2 separate regions of the Zea mays genome follow, and region 2 is linked to region 1. The links are chromatin contacts, called in public Hi-C maps. All regions are on one chromosome and are shown on one strand. The core of a region is the stretch at or near the end of the contact, and the rest is flanking DNA. Distances in the headings are between cores, read along the strand shown. Region 1 has its middle 31 kb from the start of LOC111589482. Region 2 holds the start of LOC100280306.

Region 1 (5,703 bases), core at 1,677-4,176:
GTAGTGGAACCCAGACCCAGGCCCTCGGTTCGTCGTGACTGTGATCTCAGAATCTGGAGAGAGAGGTGGCGGCCCTTTCTCCCTTTTCCCCGTCCTTTTGATTCCCGAAAGCGACGCGTAGCCAGCTGCGAGCCCGCAGCGTTGTTCGATCCTGCCTGGGCGCACGTCGTCACAGCACTGCTCTGCTCCCTTTTCGTCTTTCGATCGAAAGTGGAAGAAGAAGAAGAAAAAAAAGGCACGGCGGACCGAAGAAGCGACGGCTGGTGTTTCGGCCGGCGACGCGAGTGCGGGATGCATTGTATTTTTGTATATATAAAACACACACACACGCACACGCGGAGTGCAGTGCGTTCGGAAAATGGAAATCCCGGCGCATTACCTCACCTCGGATCTCCATTATTCTCTATGCTTCCAGCTGACACAGACTGTGCCGCCAGGAACTGCGACGTGTGACGGCCGCGCGCGCTAGTAGTGGGCTCTGACAGTGTGCCTGACTGACAGAAGAAAGAGTGGATGATGGCGCATGCATGGGCCTGACTGAAGCACCGAGCCCACCGAACAATTAAACCAGCCTCTCGCTTTCGGATTCCTCTAAACTAATGAAAGACTCTTTTGTTCGCTTTACAAGGCAGAGGACGCTTTTTGGATGATCTGTCAGGAGAGGCGCGTCAGCGTAGTATATTTTGCCTAAGGGCATGTTCGGTTATCATGAATTTAATCCCTAGGTGGAATTAATCCACAAGAGGATTCAATGGATCCCCTGCTTACACTCTTTCCCTGGATGGTTTAATTCCATATTCAACAGTTCCCTGTCTCTCTATTTTTTTGTTCGGTTAGCCTCAATCGCCAAAGTAGAGAATGATGTTTTTCAGCCTACAGGCCCCAGGTAGCAGCTGTGTGTTGCAAAGCAACTTGTATAATACAATTGGACAAGTTCGAGCTTCAAATAACTCATATACCATGCAAAGCAAATTGGATGGTTTTCAGCCCACGTAATTAAATGGAAATCAAGTTTTCCAACCTGTCAAGCACTACATGATTAATTGAAACCTTCAGTTCTGCATGGGTGCCAATCTGGCCAATAGAAGTGTTATTGCTTATGCAGTTTGCACATGATTTAAATAGATGAAAACAAATAACAAAGTAGAGTTAGTGCTTGCAGTCAGCTTGTCCCACTCCCATACTTCCTTTGCACTTTTCCTCCCAGCAAATTAGTACCAGCTTTTACGTGTCCTCATCATAACAAGTATTGACCATGAATCAAAATACAGACATCACTCACAGCTCACAGTTCCAGGCCATGGTTACAACCTAGCACTAAGTTGACCAAGGCTTCTAAATTTAGAACTTTTAATAGCAGAAGTGCCTTGAAGATGTAAAGCCTGCAAATATACAGGAGGGACAATGATCAGATTCTCCACCAACATAACTCACTAGTGCTTTGGGTTAACAATAATCATATAAAGGAACCAAGTTATGCTGACAGAAAATTATTTGGAATAATACCAGCAATCAAATAAAAGAACCAAGTTGTGCTGACAAAAGCAACATAAAGACCAAGAAACTATATGACAAAAATTTTGTGAATACATCATTCTTTTGTGGGCGAAGAGTATACGTAGATATTAGTTTATTTAAAAAATTAAAAAATTGGTTTAAAATTTAGTTAAAGCTCATTTTTTGCCTGAGTCAAGGTAATACAACACATCAGTATCATATATCCAAATCTGTGGATTCACCAGCTCAAAGGAAGATAGCAAAGATAACAACAGGTTAGCGTTGCTGAATTGTAAAGTACAGAACTAGCTAGTGTTGCTGAATTGTAAAGTCCACAAGCAAATTGTTGCAGCTCGCCTTCATGCTAAGAAATTGACATGCTGAATTGTTGAGCATGCAGCTGAAACACACTTAGATAAACTAAGGTATATATACATGCAGCCTAATTAAAGTACTAGAACTACTAATTACTTGGTAATGCACTACATATGTGTAGAATGTTCAGAGGAACAGCTAGCGTTGTTCCAACATGTGCATGAACTTTTAACTGAAAGGGCATGTTTTATCAATCTCTTTAGACCTCAGTAGAGTTTAGGCAGTGGAAAGCTACTAACTAGGAGAGATGTCATTTATTTTTTAACTATCACTTAACAGGCAGAATTAGCCAAACAAAAAAAGGACCATGCTTTTACATAGACAACCTGTAAAGTCCATGTGACAGAAAATATATTGGATGCAAACTGACTTAGGAACTAAAAAAGCTTGAATCTTTTTGTATTTAGATCCAAAGAACCCCTGACCATTTTTCAAAATGGCTGTTAAGAAAACCTTGAAAATTCTTGTCCATTATATCCTATTGTTACTTGATTTCTGAAACCGATGTATAAATAATCAGAGCAAACTTTACTGAAAAGTGGTGGCACATCGAGGAGGAGAGGAAGCAACCAGGGAAGGCACGGCATAGGAACGTGCGCTGTGCACATGCGGGCTTATTGTCTTAGCTAGAAAAGTGGTGTGAGTCAGGTCAGGTCAGGTCAGAGGGGGATCGATGGACCGATCCGATTCGGCAGGCGGAACAAGTGAAGGTTCAGTGCACGGCGAGGCGAGTCCACCGGAGCGACTGAGGGAAACAAAGCAAAGCAAAAGGGACAGAGGGATCCCAGAACGGGGCGGGGGTGCGGACGACGGAAAGCGAAAGCGACGGCACGGAGGGGTGGGCACCATTAGATTACTGGTATCTGGACGGCCGACCAGGTACAGGCGTACAGCAACACCAGCCACACACACCGACCCAGCCAGCAAAACCGCTCCTCCGCCTTTCGGCTTCCAGCCAGGTTTTCGTTTCGCGTGGTTTTCCCCTCCCTCCGCGCGGCCTACTAAATCAATCACTCACCCGCCGTCGTCGGGGTGGCTGGCACGCGTGCGCTCCAGGGGTGGGCTGGGTGCATGCACCCGCGCGGTTAAGCTAGCTCTGGCGCATAGCCGTCCGCGTCACCGGGAGCTAGGCAACAAATCGGAGGCCTCTCGGGCGCGCGCGTCGCTGTCTGCCGCAGCCGCAGCCTGCTGTACTGTACTTGGCTTCGGCGGCGACCCCCGCGTCCAAGTGGTTGCCTGGGAGGCCCCGGCTCCGGGCATCGCGACGCGACGCGACGAGACGCGTAAAAGTCACCCGTCGCGGTCTCGCATGCGCGAGGGAGGCAGGCAGGCAGCGAACAAAATCGCACGCGCGTCGTCGACTGCCTGGCCTGGCCTGGTCCAGCTGAAAACCGCCCCGGTTTGCCTCCGTTTGCGGGATCTGGATGGGCTGTTTTCGCGCTGGCGGGGGTCAATGCAAAACGGGCGATGTGCCGTGTGGTGTGCGCGGCGCGGCGTCACTTTCCCTTAACTTCTCGCGCTGGAAGAGGCAGCTGCCTGCTTTTGCCGCAGCTGAAAAGGAGGAGGAAGAAAATGATCGGCCGGATTGGATGGCGACGGCGGGCGGAAGCGGAACCTTCTTGCTTGGCCGCTGACCATGACACCTGGCCCCGCTTTGCAGCCCGTGGAGGACTCTTGGCAGCTTTTACGCGTGCCGCCGGTGTGCGTGCGTTGTCTAGGCAAGGCACGGCAAGCAGAGCACGCGAGGGCGGATGAGGAATTTTGACACTGCAAAAATCCCAAATCCGCAAGTATGCACACTCACCCGCACGACCAGTAGCGTGACTGCGTGAGTACTGTTTAGTTGGTCACCCATAGGAGTAGCGTTCTATATATGAACAGGAGAAACAAAAATATATGCCCTTGTTAGTCGTTCCGAATTTCAAAAAAATTGGAAATCAGTCGCACGGCCTACTATGCTATATGCCCTTGGTAGTCGGCACGACGGGTATATACGGGATGGAACCGAGCCGGTGCGTGATTTCCGTGGACGTGACATTGATTGGAGTGGTCATACAGACTGCTGGGACTGGAGTCTTGCATACAAACATCCAAGACAGCATCCACCCGTTTAGTCAGAGTCAGACTCGAGTACGACGAATATCGATCAGACAAGAGCCAAATCCATTTGGGATCCAACACCATAGGGTCATTATTGTTTTGGGACCATGGGACCGGATCATGCGTATATACTATGTGTCTATTATTAGCATGCCGACGCGCGCATTCGGCCGCTAGATAGGCCCTCTGACAGTAATTAATATATGAGGAGGAGAGGAAATACTTTCCACCTATTTTTTTCTCGCTATAGAGGATCGTTGTCAAAAAAACAACCTTTTTGGTTAGGGTTTGACCTCTGTTTATCCAATTCAATTTGAGTGAATTAATTTTTAGTGACAAATGATACATCAATAAGACATTTATGATAACTTCAATTTTCAAGATTTATGAACCTAGCCAGTTGGATACCTAGATAAAGGTAGAGTGTACTTTCATTAAGGATGGACATGTGTTAGGTGTGGACCCACATAATAATATGTATTTGAAAAGTACTTAAAGTAGGAACTTGTATCCTAATATGTATTTGACATGCACGCGTGACTTGGTGGCCTCGGCGACCGAGCGCGGAGGCAAGGCATGTGGCACCGATCGAAGCAGGCACATATAACTGTCGCCGCGCCGTATAGAGTCGGCACTGACCCACCCACCCCTGCGTCCTAGCTAGCTAGTTGCTACTAGCTCCGATCGCGATCGGTAGGGTAGGGACGACGATACGATGCATGGATTGACCACCGTGCAAGGTCTGCAGATGATGCCATCGGTCTCTGACGATCATCTCGACACGGACATCCGGAATTGTATTGGGTCTGGTAGCTTCTGGCTGCCGGCCGGCTGCTACTTGTACGGCCAATAATGCGTGGTGAGTGGTCTGCTGCACTGGATCTGCAGGCGAGGCGTCTGATCATGCAGCATATGCGTGGTGCCCCGGCCGCCACCCGCGTACGTTGTTGCGAAGCCGGGAGGACAGCACATTGTACGTGCACCGGCCCCATACTACTTATGGACGACAGAATATGCGTGGCAGCAGAACCCCATGACGCGGGTGTCCGCTGGCGAGCACGGGGCCGGAGAGACGGCCGCGACGTGACGAGGGAACAACCACCCCAACCCAACCAACGCGCGTAGGCTCAGCCCGGCGGCGGCCCCTGCCCAGGAGCCGGGCGGGCTCCACGTACATCGATCAGTTGGATTCGATCACTGTGCAGATCCACGATCCATGCCCCATCTCCATGCGTGTCTTGTCCTCTTGCTTGCTATCAACCTGACATCCAAGTGGTGCACAGCGTGAGGAGATCGGAGCGGAGATCCGGGCTGTGTCTGTGCGCGGCATGTCCGTACGCGCAGTGTACGCCGCAGTCCTGCTCCTGCACGCGGTCACGGGACGGGACTGAGCCAACTCGATCTGAGGATGATTGTTTTTCTGGGCCCGCGCTGCGCGCCTTGTGTTTGTTCGACGTGTTTTTGTGCATCTACGGCGCCGATCGTATAGTAGCATGTCTGAAATCTGAATGCCTGGTGATAGCTCAGCTGCCTGCCTGCGCCCTGCGGCATTGCAGTTGCAGCCCTGTTGATTCTCGATTTGGGAACACCAAGACAGGCGCAGATGAATTGCATGTGTCCGTAATATGCCTGCACTGCACCCTGCATAGGTTGCAGTAACAAACTAACAATCCCTGGACAACGTACGCGTGACAACGTCTTGACCAGGAGAAGAGCAACGCGCGCCACAGG
Region 2 (5,703 bases), core at 2,009-4,508, 200 kb after region 1:
CTCATACACATTCAATACAAGAGCTAGCAATCCATTCCAAGACACATTCAAAGTTTCCAATCTCTCCAAGTTCCACAATTGAGACAAGTGATCATTAGTGATTAGTGACTTGAGAGAGTGTGATTCGTGTTTCATTTGTTGCTCTTGCTGCTTGGCTTTCTTAATCGTGCTTTCCTCATCTCTCTCTAAACTCTCTAAGTGTTTTGTAAAGCTTGCAAGAGACACCTAATTGTGTGGTGATCCTTGCGGTGTCTTAGTGACCCGTGAGATTGAGAAAAAAGCACTCGATCGGTCTGAGTGACCGATTAAGAGAGGGAAAGGGTTGGAATAGACCCGGCCTTTGTGGCCTCCTCAACGGGGACTATGTTCTTTGAAACCGAACCTCAGTAAACAAATTACCGTGTTCACTTGTTGAACTTCACTTTATTTGTTCTCCCTCTTTCCTCTCTCTCTAAAAGTTCCCTTGCTCATATAGATTTGAGTTTGCTCCCAGACGTTATCCGCATTGATTGAGCAACTCATAGCAAGGAGAACTATCTTTCATACTCTGATTTAATTCCAACACCAACCTCGGCCTTAGTGCGTGTTTAAAGTTTATAAATTTTAGGTTTCGCCTATTCACCCCCCTCTAGGCGACTTTCAAAAAGTGATGGTGGAAAAGATCCCAGATGCAGGGGAAACACTAAAGATCACCATCACGACCTCCAATGCTAGGGGGCAGGCACGAGAAGGCGACCAGGCATGGGCCCCTTTTCTGCGCACCATGGACGGTCCGACGTGCAAACGCGGACAGATCGGGACACCGCCGGACAGTCCGGATGGATCAGACGGATAGTCCAACAGCGCCCAGGGACAACGACGACCACGTACCTTCAAACCTCGACGACCAGAAATAGGTACGTGGAAGAGGAATAATTTTTAAATGTTCGGTCGCCTGGTCAAAGCTGGCCCGACATTTGATCAGTTATTATCTAAACATGTGAAAAATATGGTTGGTCTAAGAATCAACCAACAGAGAAACTTCACTCACCTGCCCGTGAGCGAAGACAGGTCAGGCCGATTAGGTCTTCTCACCAATCGGAAGAGGTAGCTTGTAATGATATTCATCTAAGACCCAATGTACATACACAGACACCGCCACCGCCACCCTATACCCACCTGTGCCATATCAGTATGCATACCTTCCAACACTTTATGTACCCAATCAAACGTGGGGCGAGTCACCGTACCCCATATGGGATGCCACAATACCCCTCTTAGGGGCACCCCAAACTTCTGTATTTGACAAGTTGGCACTACAAGTGCAAGACCGAATGGGTTCACAGAAGAACCCAACAAAGTAGTTAACCAGGAATACTCCATGCCCCAGTGATGTCCATCGGGCCTAACACGGTCTCAAAAGCGTAAATTGCAACGCTCGAGAATGAAGGAGAGCAGAGAAAAAGTGACAAAGAAAATGTTGAATAATACACATCCCAGTACCTACCACCGCAAAAGAGGTGGAGACCAAAAGTCGTCGTAGCAACTCAAGCGGACACGAAGATAGAAGACGAAACAAAAGCTAGAAAGCTCTCTGCATATAAGGTGGACCGTCTGAGCACAGAGCGGACCACCCGACCGCTGAGACAGGACCATCTGCACCTCACTAGAAAACCTCCAAGACATGCCAACACCTATGGGCGAAGGTAACATCAAGGAGGACGACCTACTGGGAGAAGTTCTGGTCAACTACGGAGCCTCGCCCGAGCATGCAGAAAATTAGGTAAGCAGGATGACAAGCTTGTTGGGGTCTCCTTCTCTGTTGAAGGTCCTCTAGATGAACGAGGCCGTTTTGATTCATCTTAACGGATATGTCGAAGGACCAAATGTCGAAGCTAGAGCAGCGGAGCAAGGGATGCAAGTAATATAACAAAGCTTCGGCAAGAGTTAGAGCTTCGACTTGAGGTGGTCCCGAAGGTCACACAAGAAACCAAATCAACAGTGAAAAGACCCATTTTCCTTAGTATCTGTAATAGGACAAATGTATAGGTATCAGGGTCATAATTATACTTTTGTTTGGGCTACGTCCCATGCCTATAAATATATGAATAGTACCATCGTACTGTTCACACTTTTATTGGAAGTCATTCTCACATTCTCTCCTTCTAGCAAGCCGAATGTATAAATGCTTGTAATGCTTTATTGGTGTATAATTCAGATTATAACATTATTTAAACATGCTAATGAAATAAATGAAGACTTAATATTATATTACATTGTAATATTGTCTTTATAAGAGATGAAGACCCGTTCTTCATCACCTTGGTCTTCGAACCATTATCTTTGAAAGAGGATAATGCTTCGAAAGACGAAGATCCTTAATGTCTAATATTTGTGTTGCCTTGTTTTTGATTCACATCGATTGAAAACAAGTAACCAACATAGCTAACCAGGACTAATATGACGCTTAGCGACATCAGGGGCTATAGTCCGATCAAGGCTCTTAGAGGATCACACAGTGATATCATCCTAGTATGTAGCAAAACACATAGGAAAGCCGATATTGTCACATCGAGTTAATTTCAGCATGGACCAGTGCTTTTGGTTCACTCAGCTTCCGCAAAAGACAGAGGCATGTGTTGAGCACCATTTGTGGCACTGGTCATGGCCAGCCGATCTGTCATTGAGGTCCGGACAGTCCGGCTATAGGCACAGACGGTACGCGATAGGATTAGATCAGACCATCAAACTTCTATCTCCTCGCGTGTTTGTCCCTCTAATCTCGCGGGAGCTGTTGGAGGATGTCCAGGAACGGGTATAGCCCCCCGGTGATATTTAAAGGGGTACGACCGATTGAAGAACCAACAATCGATCATTCAGTTTATCTTCCGTCCTTTACTTTTCGCATTAGGAGTAGACAATAATATATTCTTTTTTTTTCTAATCTTCACTTCTCTCCGGCTGTACGTCATTTAAAGGCGTATTGGGTGTTCTGCCGATCCCAAGAAAAATCCTAGGATCTCTCCTCCCCGACGGCTCTGGCTCATAACCCAAATAGCAACAGATATCTCACTTCTCACTATACGAATTCGTCGTCTGATGCTATATAAGCATATTTACTTCTATATTTATTAGTGGATCGTCACTTTTTTTGGTTTCTTTTAAGTACCAGCTGGCTGCTTGAAAAACAGCTGTGCTAGTTGGCTATTCGTGACTGCCCGCCAACACCTCGCCTAACCCTAGACTAACCTGATTCCGCCTAGCAACAAATCCGTATCCCGACTCCGGCGAAGGCACTACCCGAGTTCACTTCACACTCGTGCACCCATCCGGGTCACTGGCTCACTGACACCGCGCCCCAATCACGCGCGCGCCACCCGCGATGATGGCGGCGGCGGCGATCTCCGGCTCCAGCGGCCACCTCGTCGTCTCCTCCCCCCGCTTCAGGCAGCCGCTCACGCTCCCTTCTCGCAGCGGTCGCCCAATCGCCGCCGCCGCCTCGGCCGTGGCCCGCGGCGGGGTCGCGGTCGCCGCCGTGTCCAGCCCCGCTGTGTCGGCCGTCGCGGGGAAGGATGGTTAGTTATTCTAACGCCGCATTGAAGCACTCTGTTTCGTTGCTGGGTTGGGGCTTGCTGGTATCGAGGGTTCTGCTGAAAAGTATGGGTATGGCTGTTGGTCTGTGCTCTCGGGGTTTGGTTTGGGGATTCAATTATGACTTAGAAGTAACAATGCTGTGAGATGCGACAAACTATAAGCTGTGCTGCGATGGTTGGTTGATTTCGTTGATTGGGGACAGTCAAATGTGGTCAAGTCCTTTTGTTTGTAGCAAATTTTGGGTACTCATCAGGGTGTATTTTTCTCTTTGAACTAGAAAAGTTGCCTATGCCAAGTTTCGGCCTTGTTTCTGTAGTTCTGTTATGGTGTAGCCACTAGACCAACTCGGAACGCTTATTTTGAGTGGAGATATACATATATCATATTTCATATGTGAATTACTAAACCTTTTGTTTTTCTTGAATCTCAAATTTATCAGCACTTATAAATTCTACATTGTATAATATGATTTTTTTAGCATCACCATTGAGCTAGTCCTGCTGTTTGATGTGTTGAACATCAAATGCACTCAATTCTGACTTTTAAATCTGAACGTGATTGTCTCTGCTTCTCGTACCAATATATGCGCTCAAATGTTTTAGGCATCGATGTGAGCTTTCATTCTATAGGAAGTATTATGTCATGCTTAGCAAACTTTGTTTCTGATTGTAGCAATTTCTTGCAGCCAAACAGGCTCCTAAGGATTTCCTTCATATCAATGATTTTGACAAGGATACAATAATGAATATCCTTAATCGAGCGATCGAGGTTAAGGCAGCGATAAAGTCTGGAGACAGGAGCTTCCAACCATTCAATGGGAAATCAATGGCGATGATTTTTGCCAAGCCATCAATGAGGACCCGTGTTTCATTTGAGGCGGGATTCTTCTTACTTGGTGGGCATGCTATTTATTTGGGTCCAGATGATATCCAGATGGGCAAGCGTGAGGAGACTCGTGATGTTGCTCGAGTACTTTCTGGCTATAATGATATCATTATGGCCAGGGTCTTTGCTCATCAGGTTTGGTCATGAGTTGTATGATTAAGATTTCTTTTTTGTGTTTTTTTACCAACATAACCAACAAGGACATATAATCTGGATCGTTTCTTTTTACATATTTGATCTGTCTTCTCCATGCTGCTTAAGCACAACAATTTGATATCTACCTCAAAACAACAAGCACTATAGTCATCAGTTAAAAGTAAGATTTTGCCAATCAGAATTATATTAATATGAAATACCAACTTCGATTTAGTATAGATTTAACTAAAACAGTAAGTTTGTTTAATTCTGAAATATAAGAGCCAACATGGGTCCTGGTATGTATATGGATGCATGCGGTTTCAGAACCGACCTCGCTGTTTTTTTTTCTTCTGTGGTATCATTATCTTGGCAGTTTTTTTTTCTGTGGTTTCTTTGTCTGTTTGTGTCCTTCGATACTATATCAAACTTGTTCTGTCTGGATGTAAGCAAATAATTGATGTTTTGGATTGATCTCTTGCTTCGAGTTCATCTTTGTTTAGTTGTCTTTGTTACTGAGATACTTTGTCTTCATAATCTATCATTATCGTTTGTCCTTGTTTTGATCTTGCGTAGTTCCGCTCGGTGTTGATCCTTTTTTGTTTCCATCCAAGCACTATCTCCTAACTTCTCATATGGTTTTGACAGGATATTCTGGACTTGGCAAAATATGCAGCTGTACCTGTCATAAATGGTCTCACCGACTATAACCATCCATGCCAGATAATGGCTGATGCACTTACTATGCTTGAGCACGTTGGTCGCATTGAGAACACTAAGGTAGATCATCGTATCACTGAAGTAACTGCATGTGCTCTATGCGTCTAATTTCGAGATGGGTTCTGACCAACTGCCTTCTTCAATTGTGTAGGTTGTCTATGTTGGAGATGGGAACAACATTGTGCACTCGTGGCTTCTATTGGCTGCTGTACTTCCTTTTCACTTTGTATGTGCTTGTCCCAAGGGATTTGAGCCCGATGCAAAGACAGTGGAGATCGCCAGGAGTGCTGGAATCAGTAAGATTGAAATAACAAACGATCCCAGGGAAGCAGTTAAGGGAGCAGATGTTGTGTATACAGATGTTTGGGCCAGCATGGGCCAAAAGGAAGA

What was found. Hi-C and Micro-C count contacts between places; a contact is called where the count stands out from the background.
Region 2: a Hi-C map of leaf shows a contact between it and region 1, with 5 times the contacts expected there. The contact joins the promoter of LOC100280306 here to the enhancer-like site in region 1. A contact is called at or near these places in 3 of 25 Hi-C or Micro-C datasets (bundle sheath, ear and leaf).

Annotation. Positions count from the first base shown.
Region 1 is chr5:208,704,770-208,710,472 of Zm-B73-REFERENCE-NAM-5.0, forward strand. No RefSeq gene overlaps it. Among protein-coding and RNA genes, the nearest start is that of LOC111589482, 31 kb to the right of the region's middle. Within about 2 kb of position 2,927, at least 20 of the 20 cell types and tissues checked have an H3K27ac peak or open chromatin away from gene starts, as enhancers often do. A contact at or near this core is called in bundle sheath, ear and leaf, where this site is marked.
Region 2 is chr5:208,900,483-208,906,185 of Zm-B73-REFERENCE-NAM-5.0, forward strand. It overlaps LOC100280306, which reads left to right and starts at 3,259. Exons shown (of 5, transcript NM_001153232.1): 1 at 3,259-3,554; 2 at 4,259-4,593; 3 at 5,242-5,373; 4 at 5,465-5,703. The coding sequence starts at 3,362.